Linked DNA regions of Gossypium hirsutum: all the other regions are linked to region 2. Evidence: chromatin contacts called from public Hi-C data. All regions are on one chromosome and are shown on one strand. The core of a region is the stretch at or near the end of the contact, and the rest is flanking DNA. Distances in the headings are between cores, read along the strand shown. Region 1 holds the start of LOC107910170. Region 2 holds the start of LOC107910167. Region 3 holds the start of LOC107910188 (7-methyl-GTP pyrophosphatase).

Region 1 (4,245 bases), core at 545-3,044, 170 kb before region 2:
TTTTTTTTTCCCCTTTTTGTGTCGACAACACATAAACTCAAGGAGAAATCTATGAATTTGTCAAAAAATAAAAAAATTCGGCAGTAATAATAAAAGAGGAGCAAATTACTGGGAAACAAAATCCAGCACATTTGAAATTTATCAAAAGTGGAAGCATCTCAATTGAATCAAAATATAATCATTTTCAGAAAACAATGAATTAATAGCATATTAAATCATGTGATCCACAAATGGAAGTTACAAATAATGGGAAAAACAATGAACAATAATAATAATAAGTGGGATTTTCTCAAAAACCAAGAAAGCAAAGTCAAGTGTGGAAATGATTGCAAGTTCTGAATGGCTGATGAACATCAAAAAAAGAAGTATGGAGAGATCGATATCCCAGCAGAAACAACATCAAAACCCAGTAAATAAAATATGGGGTTTTTATTATTATTGAGAAATGTTATAAAATCAATTCCAACAATATCAAAAGAATGGCCCAATCATGCATAATGATAAATTTCTTAACAAATTTCAACAGGAAAGAAATGGAAACGATTAGCAACGATTTAGAGTAGATTGCAAACATTAAAAAAATTGACTAAAATCCAGAAAAATCAAAATCCATTGTAACAATCCCGAATAGCATCATACATTAGGTAAAACAATTAAAAATTCCAGATCCAGGGACGAACACTTACATGCAATCAAAACCCACATCCAAAACCTCAAATTTGTATTTTGTGAGAGGTAAAATGTCATTGTTTTTATTTGATATAATGATACCGATCAAATTCAAGCAAATATAGAGAAGATTTTTTTTTTAAATTTGCAGTTTTATTCAAAAAAAAACTTATAACACAGGACATTTAATTGTTTTAGAGAGATTATTTAATGCAAAATCACCCAAAAAGATATGAATTCATGTAGTGAACCAAAAGCTTTACTAGCAAACATTTAATCATAAAAATAAAAACTTCGAATTGAATCCACATTACCTTAAAATTTCAAATTTAAATTTACTTAATCTTGAAAAAAAAATAACATTATAAAGAAAAAAAAATCAAGACGAACCAATTTCCAGATCACACAGCAGAACCAATTTTCCACCAAAACTGAAAAAAAAAACCCAAAGAATTACCAGCCAATGCCACCCGCCAAGTCCAACAGCCTTCTTGACCACGCCTTGAAGACCAACGAGCACAGATTTAGTACGGTTATTCCCGGTGACAACCACCTTAGTATGACGTGGCAGAACCGAGAGCTCTTCTTCACTACTGTCTCCGCAGCTCTGAAACTGCGAGAAACCCCCGCCATTGACAGAACTCTCCATTGCCTCCAACATAGTTTCTCCAACAAAAAGAAGCCCCAACTCAGTGAGTCAATCAGGTGGGTCAAACTCGGTAAAAAATTCAAAGCTAAGGATCAAAATTACATTGGATCGGAAGATCATGCATTGGTGAATACGTATATGCTATTATCGTAAGCAAAAGAGAGAGAAATTAAGAAAAAATATGGGATTTTTGTGGAGAAGAAAGAGAGAGAGAGAGAGAGAGAGAGAGAGAGAGAGAGAACACAATTCAGAGAGAGAAAGAAAACAAAAAATCAGAGCATTTTCTAGTGAGAGAAAGACGAGTTACTGGTTTTTGTTTATTGGTTGGTGTCGCTAGGAATCCCGACAAACCGAAATGGACCAATTAAGGAATGCCACGCAAGGATGTTATAGTTTTCTCATCAATCATGCGTTACAGTGAGGTAGAGAAAATTTTCTAAAATGCCACTAGCGGTTTTTTCTTCAAGGAGCGGTTTTATTCTGTGGGGGTTGACCGTTTGACTTGCAGTAAAATGGAGTACGTGGATATGGGAAAATGACCTCATTGCCCTTCCATCAAATTTCTAATCTATGTCGAATTTTAAGGTGTCTCGTGGAAGAAGGAAATAATTAAGAAAAACTTTTGAAAATACTTTTGGTCATGGGAAACACATGATAATAGTACAAAATTTTCTTCTAAAATTATTGTTTATTGAACGTTACTAAAATTATTTTAATATATTTCTCTTTTCTTTTCATGCTATTGGAAAAATAAATTTTGTAGTGTTTTTAAAATTTTTTTAAGTATTACAAGAATAGTACAATTAAAGTATATAACATAAATATTAAATTTTGTCACATGCGATAGAAAAAAAAGTATATTAAAGTCATTTTCTTCAAAAGTTTCTTTTAAAAATATTATATATTAAATAAATATAGGTGGAGCAATAATAAATTTGTATTTTAATATTATTGTACACATGTTTAATCTTTAAATTTTTCATCTTTAATTTTTTTATTTAAAGATGGTACCAAAATATGAGAAGAAAAAATGTCATCATAATAATATTAATTATAATTTAAAAGGAGTATTTATGTAATTTCATAACTAAGTTGGTGACCCAATTAAGGTAACACCAATTTAGCATAATGCTTAAATATAGTATAGATGTACCAAAAATACAATATAAATACATGTCCGAGTAATCACAAATATCAAATTATTATAGCACAAATAAATTGTCTAAGTTGTCACAAATAGTACAAACGAACTAAGAACTGATACAATCCAAACTAAAGCCAATGAGTTGAACTAAAATCTACACATGGCAACTTCACAGGATGGGACGCGGAAACCCATGCATATAATTACACATTATAGGCCTCGAATTTGGGTATTCAAAACCTAAGGCCTCTACCTTTACCAATTGTTCAAGGTCTGCGAAATGTCTTTTATGGCATAATAGAATATAATTACAAGTATAAATAAATGTTTGGGAAACTATAAACTAAAATCAAATCATTATAATGCAGAGACAAATAAAGAATTGTAAATGATTTAGGCAAAAACTTCCACTTACACAGTTGTGTATGATGTAACTGGAACTTGGATACTAAATCAATGCTTGGGACCTCGTCCTTTCTTAATAATATTTCGACCAAAGATCAATCTTAGAAAATAAGGTTGCTCCCTTCAGTTGATCAAACAAATCGTCAATTCGGGGTAGCGGATGCTTGTTCTTTATGGCGACTTTATTCAAATGTCGATAGTCGATACACAATCTCAAGGCTTTCTTTTTCACAAACAACACTAGAGCCCCCCAACGTAACACAGTCAGTTGAATAAATCCCCAATCTAAAAGTTCTTTGAGTTGAGATTTCAATTCTTTCAATTCAGTTGGAGTCATTAACCGCCTTCGGACATACCAACGTCCAAAGTAGAAATCTTACACAAAATATATGAAAAGGCAGTATTCATAAGTATACGGGTCAGGTTTTAATATAGTTACAACGGAGTAGATGAGTACTCCAAGGATTGTACACAAGGGAGACGGGCACTAAATTAATTCTAACCTAAGCATAAATAGATCTAATTAGTACTTTAAATGAATTATATTACGATGAGATAAAAAGAAAGGTTTTAGTGATCTATACTAATAATAATGAAGAAAGAAAATAAATAAATAAATAAAGCACGAGAAATCAAATAATAGAATATATCAAATATGGGCATGGGTGATTAGCTCACTTCAGTAATCATAAACAACTGTTGCTTCGGGTTTCCTTGTTTAATCAACTAGTCGATATCCCAGCAGGATCTTTCAATCTTCCAATAAAATAACAAATCGGCAAGAACTACTTATCATTCGACCTCACAGTCTAGACCAATTCAGGGTTAAGGTGTTCACGGATAGGATATACCAAATTTAGGTTAATTCTCAACTTAATGACTTCTTAGGGTTGTTAGGCCTAAGGTTTAGGTTCTTCCTTTTTTGAACAGTTGATCCACTAAGAGAACCCTACAAAACAATTAATTAATCGTACCTCTACTCGCTAATCCCCCACTAAAGGAGTAGATCCTTATAGATCTCATAAACAATATAAACTTGATAAACATGAATAATAATTCAAGAGTATAAAGTTTAGAAGAAACTTTTTTTGTTTTAGAATTGAATGCAGAATCCTCACAAAGTTTGATTATGTTTCACAAATCTGGTTTCTTCCACAAGAACAAATAACAAAACCAAAATAAACCTAAAGTCTAAGGAAAGAGAAAAACTAAAGACTAAATATAAGAAGAAAGTTATACAATATGAAAGTTGTCTATAACATGTGTTAAATGAGCCTACATATAGACTTTAAAGTGGTCGTCGTCCTTAACCCTAGGTCAATTACTGTCCTTGTGTTTAATGTTTGATTGTATGGGCCAAAACGCCCTTAGCTCGTAA
Region 2 (4,313 bases), core at 691-3,190:
TTGGCTAGCCCATATTAACAACATTGGAAACACAAATCCGACCTTCCTCAGCATCACAATCTTAAAAATTAATCATCAAATTTGCAAGATGCAGTATGCAACCTAAAGTATGTTTCAAAACATCATTTGCAATCATTTAAGGCAATCAGCAAGGATGCAACATATAAAATCTTTTAGATAGGGAGTCAAGAACACAAAATTTGGTGACATCTCATTATTTATCAACAATCTTGATTTTGTAATTCTAATTTTTCAGGTCATATCAATCAGCTTCAACAATATGAAACAAGTTTATAAAACCACTCTTTTTTTATCCCCCATTTCCTTCTTTTGTTTATAAATGATTTCTAGAATAGCAAGACTAAAACAAAACGAAATTTAGTCATATTTGCCAGGACAATCCAAACAAGAACCAAATTCCCAAACCTAGAAAGAACTTAAATCCACATTTCAGTATGTTCAAAAAAATAAAAAAAACCCACATTTCAGTGACAGCCAAAGGCACAAAAGGATCAATATTTAACTATATTAGGATGATAAACCAAGTCCTAAACAAGAAAGTTTGTGTCTATCCAACCAAAATTATTTCAGTGAAATGGAACCAGAGGACAAAGTAAGGATCTACCTCTTGTAAAACTCCGTTACATATCGCGAGCTGTTGTAAAAGATGAACCACATCAACACAATAACCAGTGTGTCTTCCATGGTTTAGGAACTAACAATTGGGAATTATAGTGATACTTGGACTTAAAAACTGGTGTGGTGACAAAGATGCCAATAGGATCCTTTGACTATTTTAAAATTCCTAAATCAAACATTATAAAATAAGACAACCAACCAACCAAATACTAAAATCGATGACACAGTAAATCAGATAATACCAGAAAATAGAAAACAACTCCTTATAAACTAAATTAGCATAATTTTGCCATTGGATAGGCTTCCACAAAATGACCATTTTCCATTTTCATCATTTTGTTAGGCAAAAGAAGACAACTGATAAAAGTCATCGAAACAAAATATTAACAGCACTACAGTGTTCAAACCCTGAAAATTCTAAATGAGAACTTAAACAGATTAGGCATCATCAAACAAAAAGTAAGTAAAAAAGGATACTGAAAAGGTAACGCTCCCACCAATCCAACATGTAGAGTCCAAATGTGACATTGTAGAGATAGATCTTGCGTTGGACCCAATTCATATCTCTAACCCCTAAAAACAAATACAAATAGATGCCTGGAAAAATCATTGCAGACACAAACGATGATCAAAATAATCCAATAAAATAAAATAATACAAATTCTTTGAAAATGACATTATAGTTATAAAATGTGCTATATACGTTGCTAAAATCATCGTAACTTAGAATTCAATTTCGGTCAGCTGCAACTTCTTTTTCCTCAATACAACGGCCATGAACCACATATTCATACATGATTATCATAAAGATATGAGGAAACTCGATAGTCTAATATCCAAATCTTTCTTTTATATTATTTACTTTACTTGCGCCATAAAACAAACAAGAAAGAAAAGCATTTTTTTCAAGGAAACGAAGTGGAATAATGCCAAACCACAACAAATTAAAATCAAGAGCAGGAAAACTGAAAATTGAACCATACTTGAGTTGTATCCACGGATGAGGAGATTATGTCTTTGGATCAAATAAAAATATAAATTTAAATGCAAGGATTGAAGGAATTCTACGCTAATTTCATTAAGAAATAGCTTCAGATTTCTCGAACAACTTAGCGAAAAAGAAAAACAAAATCTTGAGGAGAAATGAATCAAAAGCTTACCTAACCAATGAATACGCCGCGGACGGTCACGAAAATTACGGTTCCCGTGATCGGATCGAGAGTACAGAGCTCCTTTGGGATTTGCTAATTCACAGAGAGAAAAAGAAGAGTTTTTAGCCTTTGGGTCTTGCGGTCAAAGAAGACAGCATTTACTTTTCTTTAACGATTAAATGACAGAAATGCCATTTAATTTACCACGTGTCAGTTTTTAATTCGCTCTTTTTGATTGCAACCAAAGAGTGGTCCGTATCGTAAACTCCCTGCTTTGATTCAGTAGCAGAAATTAGAAAGCAAAAAATAAACCACCATAAACAGTAAACCTTCGATTTCGTTAAAATCTCTCATTTCTTCTCTCTCTGGAAAAAGAAATTAGGGTTTCGAAAACTTTTGAAGCAGAGATCGAAAGCAAATGGAGAGTGCATTAGCAAACGCATCGGAAATTATAGACCAGAGGCAGAAAATCGAGCAATACAAACACATTCTATCAACTGTTTTCTCATCCAACGACATCGTTCAAGCCAAGAAATTCATCGATCATAGTAATTGCTTTACCTTTGCTTGATTTAAAGTTATCTAAGGTTTTTTAGGTTTAATTATTTTATTTTATTCTTTTTAGTGTTATCGGACGATGTTCCACTGGTGGTATCAAGGCAGCTTTTACAAACTTTCGCTCAAGAATTAGGAAGGTTGGAGCCTGAGGCACAAAAGGAAATTGCTCATTATACCCTTGCTCAAATTCAGCCTCGTGTCGTTTCATTTGAAGAACAGGTTGCTTTTAATTTGACAGCTAGCTCTTTAGTGAAAGTTACTTGAGAATTTGGTTTTTTTTATTATTTTAAAATACCACATTGTGAACTTTTTTCTGTCGTCGAAAGAATTTGATTGAAATATCACGATTTCATTAATTATTCTTCTTAAATTTGTTACTGTTCTTTTAGTTAAGTTTTTCTCGCGGCGTGACTTAAACTTTGGTCGAAGTTTGTATGCAAAACAAAGAATAGGGTTGTTTTTTCCTCCCCTTCCCTTTTTTCAAGTTTGGCGTTTTGATTTTCTTTGGATGAGGTACTAATGGACTTATGGAATATGGATGATTGTTTAAATAAAGCTGCTTACTCTGTATGAGTTATATAGGTACTGATTATCCGAGAGAAACTTGCTGAGTTGTATGAGTCGGAGCAGCAGTGGTCAAAAGCAGCGCAGATGCTAAGTGGGATTGATTTGGACTCTGGAATGAGGTCTGAGAGTAAGATTCTCTTTAGTTTTTGTGATGAAGGTTGTTGAATATTTTCTTCTGTGTTCCTATTGGTGAGCTTATCTGTTTTGTGATATGACTATCAGGGTTATTGATGATACATTCAGATTGTCAAAATGTGTCCAAATTGCCCGTCTCTATCTTGAGGTATTTCAATTTTTTGACTGAATGCTAGCATTACATAGGCAAGTTTGGATGCCTTAGAATTTCAAGGAGTAATTCAGTTACTTATTCTATTTCTTGCATGTAAAACCAATATTGAAAGGTGACCTGAAACCATTGCTTGAATATTTTACAGGATGATGATTCTGTTAATGCAGAAGCTTTTATTAATAAAGCTTCATTCTTGGTTAGCAACAGTCAGCATGAAGTTTTGATTTTACAATACAAGGTTTGGCACAGTTTTTAGGTCAATAACTGTAATTTAGGGCTGCAATTCCTGTCATTCTTTCGTTTAATTTCTTTTTTCTTTTCCTCTTGTTTTCAGGTATGTTATGCAAGGATTTTGGATTTAAAGAGGAAGTTCTTGGAAGCAGCATTGCGATACTATGACATATCTCAAATTGAGAAGCGACAAATAGGAGACGAGTATGTAATTACGCTATATTTGTTTATGTAAATGTTTTGCTTAAAGCTTTTATTAGCTGACATATACAAAAGCTAATTGATCTTGTTCTGCATCACTCTATACATAGTGTTTGCATTGATAAACATTGTGTTTTGCATACCTTGTACAGCTATCAATTTGCTTGTATCTGATTCCCCCTTTTTATTACTATCATGATATGTCTGAGGGCTTATGATAAAAAAATTATCAATGTTCACCTATTACAGAACCATTGACGAGGATGCTCTGGAGCAAGCTCTATCTGCTGCTGTTACATGTACAATATTAGCTGGTGCAGGTCCTCAGCGTTCTCGTGTTCTTGCCACACTTTACAAAGTAAAGCTTTCTCCTGAATGTAATAGGAGTTTTTTTTTTTTTTAAATTGTTTGATTCTAATCATGTCAATGATTTGTGCATGTTTCAGGATGAACGTTGCTCCAAGCTGAAGATTTATCCAATATTACGAAAGGTTCTCTCTTTTGCATCTAGGCACACACACTCACACATATGCATTTCCTCATGCACTTGTCTTGCACATTGCTGTCTATATCTATTGCAGAACCTTAAAGTCCATCCTAATGGGGATTTTTATTGAAATTAACAGGTTTATTTGGAGAGAATATTAAGAAAACCTGAAATTGATGCATTTGCTGAA
Region 3 (4,235 bases), core at 979-3,478, 170 kb after region 2:
AATTCCTTTAAATTAAATTTTTTTTGTTCCACACTATATATTTAATTTGTAAAACTTTATAATTGTGTATGAAAATAATTTTAAATAATATGAAAACTCGAGCTGGATATGTCTTCCTAATGAAGAATACGTAGTTTTTTGTATTAAAGAAGACAAATTAAGCTTTTGATGTTATGATAGAATCGAACAAATTAGAAGGATCAAAACAACACGAAAGAAGTACATGATTGGTTAATAGAAAGGATAATTCTATTCCTTTGACTCTTGATTTTACTTCAAGTATTCGTGTCTGAAACTTGTTTCAAACACGAGCACGAACATATGGCATTCTAAGAACCCTACAAGTAATGGTGAAAAAGGCTTGATTAAGAAACACTAATTAATCTAAACCTTAAACCCCTAACCCCTATCCCCTAAACCTTAAACCCTAAGCCCTTAAACCCTAAACCTTAAACCTTAAACCCTAACCCTTAAACTCTAAACCCATAATCCGTAAACCTTAAAATAGTAACTCCTAAACCTTAAACCATAAACCATAATCCCTAAATCTTAAACCTTAAAACCTAAACCATATACCCTAAACCATAAACTCTAAACTATAATAATAATTAATTCAATATTTTAAAATTAATACTATCTCTTTTATAATTATATAAAAAATTATTTAATATATAAATTAAAACCAGTCGTGTACTCAAAAAACTTTAAAATTATTTTAAATAATAGTCTCTTAATTTTTTTTCATTTTTAACAAATATTTTTCTATGTTTTTACTTTTAAATTTTTTCTACATGTCATTATTTTTTACTGAAGAATTTAAATATTCAATTAAAAATAAATTATATTTTAATTAATATAAATAAACCAGTTAAAACAGATGTTTTTAATTTTTTTTGCGGCGTTTTTCAAAAGCGTCGCTAATGCTCGACATATAGCGACATTTTTCAAAAAAGCGCCGCTAATGCCACTAAAGCTCAACATAAAACGGCGTTGTGCTTAATTTTTTGCGGCGTGTTTCAAAGAGCGCCACTAATGCTCGACCTATAGCGGCGTTTTTCAACAAGCGCCGCTAATTCCACTAAAGCTCAACATAAAACGACGGCATTATGCTTAAATTTTAGCGGCGTTTTTCAAAGAGCGCCGCTAACGCTCGACCTATAGTGGCGTTTTTCAACAAGCGCCGCTAATGCACGACATATTGCGGCATTTTTCGACTATCGCCGCTAATTCCCAATATATAGCAGCGTTTTTTTGTCCAAACGCCACCAAAAGTACTGCTAAAAACCTATTTTGTTGTAGTGATGGTATATATATAAGTCATTAAAATCCTAATTAATCTTAATTAAACTTAATTAATCATCTATGAATGGCCATGATTCATGCTCATCCCACTTAGTGGAGATTGATGGCAAAGATGAAACTTAGCCACTAATCACACTTTCAAAATGGTCATATTACATTTAAGACCTTGATTAAATTGCTACATAAGACCTCTTGCATTTCCTAAATCGATTCTCACTAATGATTACACTTTTACAATTTAATCCATGTACTATAATTAACGACTTACTTGATTTAAATACTTATTAAATCCATATTATGGATTCATTCTTAATGCATAAATTCTTCGATTAATATTCTCACTATTTCGATTTACGAAATTCGACTTCGAAAACTACATTTTTTGACACCGGCTAAAACCGGATCGTTCATAATTTACTTTGCAAATAAAATGGTTTTTTTGGTAATTTCTTAATTGAGTTTGAGGCTCGGTTGATGGGTCATACCAACTCAGTAAAAAACTTTATAAATTGTGTAGATGCAATGTAATACATGGATTTTGATTTGACGAAAATTATATACATTAACTTTTGATTTTGGTTCAATCGTATACATGAAACTTTAAATTTAATTCAATTGTATATAGTTAAAAAGCTAAATGCATCAATTTGTTTTCATATTAGATAAATATAATCTTTGTTGGATAGTGCATGTAAATATAAAATGATGTTACATCAATAACAATGTAAGTAATTTGTGAAACTTAAATAAAAAAGATTTATAAATACAACTGCATAAAATCAAAATTATTGTAATAGCATTAGAGCTAAATTTATGAGTAATTTTAATATTTATTTCTATTTTAAAAGATGACAACCAACAAAAATAAAATAATGAATTAAATTTGAAGAAAAATTTAAATTGTTGACAAACAGTAACTGAAGACAGATTACACCCAAAAAATAAACAAAGAATACATTTACAAATCATGGCAAAATCAATTTTTACAGTCAATTCACGAGTATTGACAATTCTAGGCTTGGGCTTTCACGTTAGAACAAATTTTATGGAGCATTGGCGGGCTTAGCGGTCCATAGGGCTTGGCACCAGGGTCCTATTTCGGTCCGCACCATCTCAGACTCGGTCTCTTTTCTTCGTTAACTCACTGTTGCTCCCTAAATACTCGCTGATCAGTAGAGCTCCGCTTTTTGCAGAGACAAAAATGGAAGACAAAACTTCTCAGTTCAAGGTACGCCAAAACTAGTCACTTACTTGACAGCATCTTTGTTTCTATTTGCTTGTCTTAAAAACAAATTTATATCAACAATTTAAAAATGAAAATAAAAATAAAAGGAAAACCCCCGAATATTAGCTTTCCAAAAACGCTGTTGACAGTTTAACTGTTTGATAGTTGTTTCACTGCAGATAATATTGGGGTCATCTTCCTTACCTCGTCGTAAAATATTAACTGAAATGGGATATGAATTCACACTCATGGTAATTTTCATTTCTTTTGGAAATTTTAATATATTAGGGGAAAAAGAAGTTTCACTTTTTGTTATTTTTGCAGAGTGCAGACATTGACGAGAAAGGTATCAGAAAGGAGAAGCCAGAGGAGTTGGTCATGGCCCTTGCTGAAGCAAAGGTTTTCCTCTTCTTTTACTTAATCTTGCTGTGTTCATTTGGAATGATTGTTTTGATTGACTGAAAAATTTTAGAGCCTAGAATCGATGTATTTATTTGCTTGCTGTGAGCAGTGTTTCATCTTTTCTTCTTCTTTATTGTGCTTCTGGGTGTTTTATTGTAAATTGGAGGGAAATTTTCGAGTTTCTTTTATCAATTCCACAGTAATAAAACTGCAAAGTGCTATTTAGGGCTCCAGTATCATGTTGTTATTGCAACTTAAGTGTAATAGGATGCTTAGTTTGAATCATATTTCTCTTGGTGAAATTCTGGTTTTGATCCGTGTTAGATGTATTTCAAAATAATTAAGGGACTGAGACCGGTCAAGTTTGCGACAGCATACATTCAAACTGTAGCCTTTGTACATTCCCTTTCAGATCATTAAATTTACATGGATAATCTTTCTTATTCATTGTTGCCACTGCTTCTGTTGCCTGCTGCATGGTATTGTGTTCGTATATTCTGTTGCTTCGGCTTATCTGGAATGAATTTTTTCAGGCAGACGCAATCTTACAGAGGCTTCCTGTCAGTGATTATGTAAAGGAAGCTGAGCCAACATTACTAATTACTTCTGATCAAGTAAATATCTATTCTTGGACATGCTTTAGAGTTTCTGAAATGTTTAATTATGTTGTAGTCTTTGTTGCATGTGTCAAAATTTTGAATAATGCTTCTTTGATCGCGAAAATCTATTTTATTTCTGTTATAAATGTTATTTGGCTCTTTGGAGGAAATTTCATTTTTAAACCATATATAGGTAAATAAGTTTCTATCTTAAACTTTTTTAACAGGTTCTTATAATTTAATGCTTCCTTAAATAGATGTTGCAATGGATTTGTTCCTTTTCATGATTAATGAGAAGTCTTTTGACTGTAATTTTTCGATACTTATAAGAGGCTAATGTCTCACAAATAGTCAGATTTACCATTTCCTCATGCTAGAAGTGTGGTAAGATATGCACCACTATCGTGTAGGCTTATCTTGCAAACGTTTGTTTTTTTGCCTAAATGCATTTGTACGATGTATCATCTCATAGATGGAAATTGGTGATAATCCATGCTTGTAAGCGTAGGCACATTTAATAATATTTTCATGCTGTAAGAAACATTTTTACTTTGATATCTCACTGTTATTGTTAAATGTTCCGGAGGTGGTGGTCTATGAAGGTGTTATAAGGGAAAAACCGGCCAATGAGGAAGAAGCACATCAATTTATAAAAGGTTTGTGATAATATTCTCGATCCAATTTCTACTGTTCTACTCTTTCAAAAC

The links. A called contact is a pair of places that touch in the nucleus more often than the background predicts.
Region 1: a Hi-C map of leaf shows a contact between it and region 2, with 1.7 times the contacts expected there. The contact joins the promoter of LOC107910170 here to the promoter of LOC107910167 in region 2. A contact is called at or near these places in 4 of 34 Hi-C or Micro-C datasets (callus and leaf).
Region 3: a contact with region 2 is called in a Hi-C map of leaf, with 2.3 times the contacts expected there. The contact joins the promoter of LOC107910188 here to the promoter of LOC107910167 in region 2. A contact is called at or near these places in 4 of 34 Hi-C or Micro-C datasets (callus, hypocotyl and leaf).

What each region holds. Positions count from the first base shown.
Region 1 is chrD02:20,999,693-21,003,937 of Gossypium_hirsutum_v2.1, forward strand. LOC107910170 reads right to left here and starts at 1,795. Exons shown (of 6, transcript XM_016837947.2): 1 at 1,127-1,795. The coding sequence starts at 1,330.
Region 2 is chrD02:21,167,745-21,172,057 of Gossypium_hirsutum_v2.1, forward strand. LOC107910167 reads right to left here and starts at 1,941. Exons shown (of 4, transcript XM_016837945.2): 1 at 1,800-1,941; 2 at 1,117-1,212; 3 at 626-698. The coding sequence starts at 1,201. It overlaps LOC107910166 (COP9 signalosome complex subunit 4), which reads left to right and starts at 2,083. Exons shown (of 14, transcript XM_016837942.2): 1 at 2,083-2,338; 2 at 2,416-2,567; 3 at 2,931-3,034; 4 at 3,138-3,198; 5 at 3,350-3,442; 6 at 3,539-3,639; 7 at 3,886-3,994; 8 at 4,083-4,127; 9 at 4,263-4,313. The coding sequence starts at 2,209.
Region 3 is chrD02:21,340,261-21,344,495 of Gossypium_hirsutum_v2.1, forward strand. LOC107910188 (7-methyl-GTP pyrophosphatase) reads left to right here and starts at 2,229. Exons shown (of 9, transcript XM_016837963.2): 1 at 2,229-2,530; 2 at 2,707-2,778; 3 at 2,852-2,926; 4 at 3,463-3,543; 5 at 4,115-4,184. The coding sequence starts at 2,504.